Linked DNA regions of Oryzias latipes: region 1 is linked to region 2. The links are chromatin contacts, called in public Hi-C maps. All regions are on one chromosome and are shown on one strand. Each heading gives the region's core, a stretch centred on a gene start, on an enhancer-like site or on the middle of the called end of the contact. The rest is flanking DNA. Distances are from core to core; before and after follow the strand shown.

Region 1 (2,700 bases), core at 114-2,613, 140 kb after region 2:
GTGTTTCCCATTCTTCTATATTTATTTATGTATTTTATCAGAATGTCATTCAAATGGAAGGATGAACATTTGCATGACAACAGCATGAGGAGCAGAGAGCCAGCCCCAGGGAGAGACAGTATCTATAAACAGGAGCTAGTCCCCCAATATTGCAATATTCTTCATACGGACTAACAAACGCAGCCCGGCGCATTCTGCAGCACTGCTGCTAAATATGACAATAAAGAGAGGAAGCCTGGCGGTTTGTATTACTATTTTAGCAGGATAAAACAATAGGCTCTTTTATTGCTACAGCGCACCATATGAAACAATACATTGTCACTTTATAAAGCCTATTTAAATAGACATATATTTGTTATTTTAAAATACCCACGCAGATATCAGATTTGACAAAAAAATAAGGCAGTATTAAAATAAACTCTGCAGGCAACGGAAATATCAAAATGAATGAATGGTAAACAGCATCTGCACACAGCGGGTCACTTGTATTTCACTAAATTACACTATGCTGTCAATTGACGGCTTCAGAAGTAACAGTTTTGCAATAAAGACCACAAAGAGGGGAGAGTCGCTTCATTTGAATGACTCAAAGTCATTTGGAAAAATGTCTTTTAATCTAACATCTAATAAGCTATCAGAACCTGCAAAAAGGGAAATCGATAAGTCGTGTCTGCGAAGTGCTTTTCATCAGCACATCAGAGGTCGATGCATGTATGTAAATATTGCCAGCAAAGGCAATAACGTTGTCTTTCATCACATCGTACATCATTCTTTTTTTCTGCTCAGCACTCCATTGTTTTTGCATCAATTCAATATGAATTTGTCCGAAAGACAGTTTCTTTTTTTGGATAATGACCTTTTTGTGTTAACTAAATTAATAAAGTGGGTTGGGGTTAAAGTATTTTTTTTTAAGTTACATGTAGAGTCATAAATTATGGATGACTTTGTAATGGGAAACACAAAAAAAAGGGTTTATTCTTAATTTGGTTTAGTGTTTGCAAGTTTACACAAAACTGAAGAAGAGAAGTTTAGCACAAAAGTGCACAGCACTCACACAAGAGAAAGGACGGACACAGGAAAACATTTTACTGAAGCTCTTTTTCTAAAAACAGGTCCGAATCGCAGCCTTCATCTGGGCCCAGAGGTGGAGCTCAAGATGAGTTTAGTCTGTGTCTACTTAACCCCCCCCCCCCCCCCCACCACCACCACCGCCGCCACCCTCCACCAGGCTGTTCCGCTGTGCGCGAGAGAGGCTGCGACTGGAGCTGAGCAGCGTCGCCAGCAGCGGCACTGTTCTCCTGCAGCCCCTGTCTTTATCCCCGCCTGAGCATTAGATGTGATTACTGCTCAGCGCTCGGCACTGACAGAGACGAAGAGCTCCCAGAGGCGGCAGGAGTGCGAGGAGACAGAGAGGGAGGAAGAGGAGAGCAGCTTCTCTCCCCGGCTGCAGCTACAGTGGTACAAGAGTGCCCCCTGCTGCTCCCACTTCCTAGCTGTTCAAACACGGCCTGTTTCCTCTCAGCATAAGCCCTGGAGCATAAACTCTTTGACACCTATTCACCAAGAAGGAAAGAATGTATAGAGAGCCTTTGGGTGGAGAGTGACAGTTAGATCAGGCAGGAATCTGCAACATCGATGTTCCGAAAACATCTGTGACTTGTTTATGAGTTGGATATTTCAGCGGAAGTCTTTATGACCGTGAGTTACAATGCATATACATAATTTTTTATATCCATAGAAGGCAGGTGAATGGATTACACGTCCTCACTGATGCAACACGACGAGAAGTTACAAAATCCATACTGTCAGTTAAAGCGCAGGCTGATCATGAATCTAGTTTAAGCAAGACGCAAAAGTTTAGACACGTTGGGTGTTTTGAAATCTGAGAGGATTTATTACAACTGGAGAAAATGTTGAAAAATCATAAAACCCATCTTCATCTTAGCAATAAGTGCTTTGGGTAAAAAGAAATACATCCTTTTTTTCTTTAAATATCACAAAAGTTCATGTCATGATTAATTATTTGTTTTAGGATTAAAATATGATATTAACTGTATGTTTCTGCCTCATCTAGTCATCTTATTAACTCACTCATATTTCTCCGTACATCTTTTAAAAATATTAAAGCTGATTTTATAAGTTGCACTTTTTTTTTCCTCTATATTTGCAGACTGTCGTTTTTTTATCAAGGTGGCTAACATAATATATATTTTTTATCTATGAAAAAAATGCCTTTTGAATTTAAACTGCACAGAAAAAAAAAAGTTTTTAAATATTTAGAGGAAAGGCGGCTGTGTGTCTGAAGAGTTTTACCATCTTCTCCATGAGCCTCCAGTCTTTCTCCAGCTGCTCCATCGGTCCGCTCCACCAGCTGCAGAAGCGTGTGTAACGCTGGCCCTGAAACCAGTACTGTCGCAGCCATTCGAACTCCACCTGCGTAAAGGCACACGCGATCATGCACGTACACACACAAAAACACACAAGACAAAAAGGCCCCTTAGACACAGCGTTTCTTGCTGTTAGTAGAAACCAGGACAACTTTACAAATCACCAGGTAAAGTATTTGTATTTCTCTGTATGGCAAATACATATATGCACTCAAAAACATTTACATTTCCTAAGCAGAAAGGCCATAAAAACATTAAAATGTTGACTTAAGACTTTATGGCATCGATGGAAAATGCAGTGCAGTTGGCAGTG
Region 2 (2,700 bases), core at 34-2,533:
AGACCTGAACTGAGATTGATGGGATTTGATGGCGCTGTCAATAAGACTCTGAGGCTTAGATCCGGATACGGTGCGTGAAATAATAATTTAACTTCTGCGCTTGTTTTGCAAACGATTAACAAAGCAGATGCTGATACAAAGACGGGTCGAAATGCGATTATGATTACCCTTCACCACACACACACACACTTTTTGATTCATGGAAATTCAATTCTGACTCTCTTGTTTTGTTTTAATCCGCATTATTTACAAGAAAGACCAGGTTGCCTCCAAATTTTCAAATCGCGCTCTGTCTGAAAGAGCGTGTTGTTCTTCAGAAGATCAACCATGTAGCACTTTTAATATCCCCAAATTATTTCTGAATCTAAGCCGTGCGTGGAACAATCTGTCACGAATTATTATTATTATTATTATTATTATTATTATTATTATTATTATTATTATTATTATTATTATTATTATTATTATTATTGTAATATTTGTATTTTTCTATTGATTTAAGTTACTTGGAATCTTAATGTTGTTTCCCAGAATAAACATGTTTCCATCCCAATCCACTGAAATGTTTATCAGTCAGGCTATCACTGTCGCCACATTACACCGACTCTTCATTAACGGCGTCACGTGCCCATCAACGGCTCTCTTTGATGTCGAGCGCTTGCACGCGAGCCGTTTGATGTCCCAAATTAAAGAAGGACTTTTCTCCGCTTTTGCGCGGGTCCGTGACTCCTCCAAACTGCAGCAGAGGAACAGGGGGATCATGGAAAAGAAAGGGGAAAGGTGAGATTCTGGACCAGATAGATTTTTTGGAAGTTTTTACTATTAGTTTTTTGGTTTTTTTTGTGGTACATGTTTTATTTTATATGTACTTACAAATATACTTTTTTTATTTTAAGAAATGACATGTATCCTTTTTTTATTTTTTTTATTTAAATCATAAGAGTTTTATAATTTAAAAAATCATTTTAAAATAATTAAAATATATATCTTAAAACTTTTTTTTTTAGCTTTTGTGGCAAAAATGTCCAAATGTCCTCCCGAAAAACGGTGACGGGACAGGCGCTCATTTAGCGCATGAAATAGATTGGCGATCCATAAAATGAGATTTGAAACTCCATTCAAATAAGAGCTCGCTACGTCTGCACTTATCTGAGGGAGAGAAAGAAGGAGGGAGGGAGGGAGGGAGGAATGGAAGGAGCAGAGGGAGGGAAGAAGAGAGAGAGAACGCGCGCGCTGTTTGGTGTGCAGTTTGTAGCAGAGGGGTGAGATTTGAGAAATAGGAGGGGCTTCTAAACGACTAGAAATGTCAATCTGAGCAAGGGAGTCCCAATAATCTAAAGCAATCTGTAAGGACCTGACCTTAGTCCATCCAGATCAATAGGGAAGTGAGGGTGGAAAGAAGAAAAGGAGGAAGAAATAAGGGGCGCAACCGGATCGTTTACACTGGCTGTTCCCGAGGAAATATAGACTTCCCGTGCTTGCACCTTTTGTTGCGCACATGCTCACACTGTAAAAGTGGATATCGAGGCAATTTCCATTGCTTTGTGAGGTTGCAGCAGACTTTTCCCTCTTTTTTGCCACCAACATGTCTTTCCCTCAGCTGGGATATCAGTACATCCGACCGATATACCCGCCGGAGCGCCAAGGGATCGCCAGCAATGCCCGAGCTGGGACAGAGCTCAGTCCGTCTGGCGCACTCTCCAACGTCCTCTCCACTATGTACGGATCTCCTTTCGCCGCAGCCGCGCAGGGCTACGGAGCCTTCCTCCCTTACACAAACGATATATCTATTTTCAACCAGCTGGTGAGTGTCTCTCTCTTTTTTGTCTCCTCTTAAGTTTCTCCTCAACTTCTGCTGAAAATAAGTGGAACTTTTCTTTTTTTTTCCGGTGCGCATTTCTTGGCCAAACTTTCGGAGCACTGAACTTTGTCGTTTTGAGAAAATTGGCTGTTAAAAAGTGACGCATTAACACGTCGAGCGTAACGTTTCTGCTTTGTGCATAATTTCCAGAAATGCTAACAACGAGTTAAGAAAATGGTACAGTCTGCTACTGAAGTACCAGCCTTCCACAAAGACAATCATCTACGAAAGTTAAAGGGAAAAGTGAAGTGTTGGCTTAAAAAAATTCAATTTAGTCCAAATATTGATTTATTTATCAGAGATTTTATTTAAAAAATAAATTCATTAAATGTTTACTTTCTTAGTAGAAGTTCGTGCAGTTTTATTCCTTTGAATCATCATTTCACATGATTATTTTCTCCTGCTAAACAATTCCAAAGTAAGTGTCTTATGTTCTTGCTAACCCCTCTGGCTCTTTGTCTTTGCAGGGGGCTCAGTATGAACTGAAAGACAGTCCCGGCGTCCAGCACCCCGGGTTTGCCCACCACCACCCCGCTTTTTACCCATATGGTCAATATCAGTTCGGTGACCCGTCCAGACCCAAAAATGCCACCAGGGAGAGCACCAGCACTTTGAAGGCCTGGCTCAGTGAGCACCGCAAGAACCCCTACCCAACCAAGGGCGAGAAGATCATGCTGGCCATCATCACCAAAATGACCCTCACCCAGGTGTCCACCTGGTTCGCCAACGCCAGGAGGAGGCTAAAGAAGGAGAACAAGATGACCTGGGCCCCGCGGAACCGCACCGATGAAGAGGGGAATGTTTACACGAGCGATCACGAGGGGGAGGAGGGGGACAAG

What was found. A called contact is a pair of places that touch in the nucleus more often than the background predicts.
Region 1: a contact with region 2 is called in a Hi-C map of fibroblasts, with 5 times the contacts expected there. The contact joins the enhancer-like site here to the promoter of irx3 in region 2. A contact is called at or near these places in 3 of 5 Hi-C or Micro-C datasets (embryo and fibroblasts).

What each region holds. Positions count from the first base shown.
Region 1 is chr3:29,492,663-29,495,362 of ASM223467v1, forward strand. fto (alpha-ketoglutarate-dependent dioxygenase FTO) reads right to left here. Exons shown (of 10, transcript XM_011493353.3): 7 at 2,314-2,433. Among protein-coding and RNA genes, the nearest start is that of fto, 40 kb to the right of the region's middle. Within about 2 kb of position 1,364, at least 2 of the 8 cell types and tissues checked have an H3K27ac peak or open chromatin away from gene starts, as enhancers often do.
Region 2 is chr3:29,355,103-29,357,802 of ASM223467v1, forward strand. irx3 (iroquois-class homeodomain protein IRX-3) reads left to right here and starts at 1,284. Exons shown (of 2, transcript XM_011493347.3): 1 at 1,284-1,804; 2 at 2,329-2,700. The coding sequence starts at 1,586.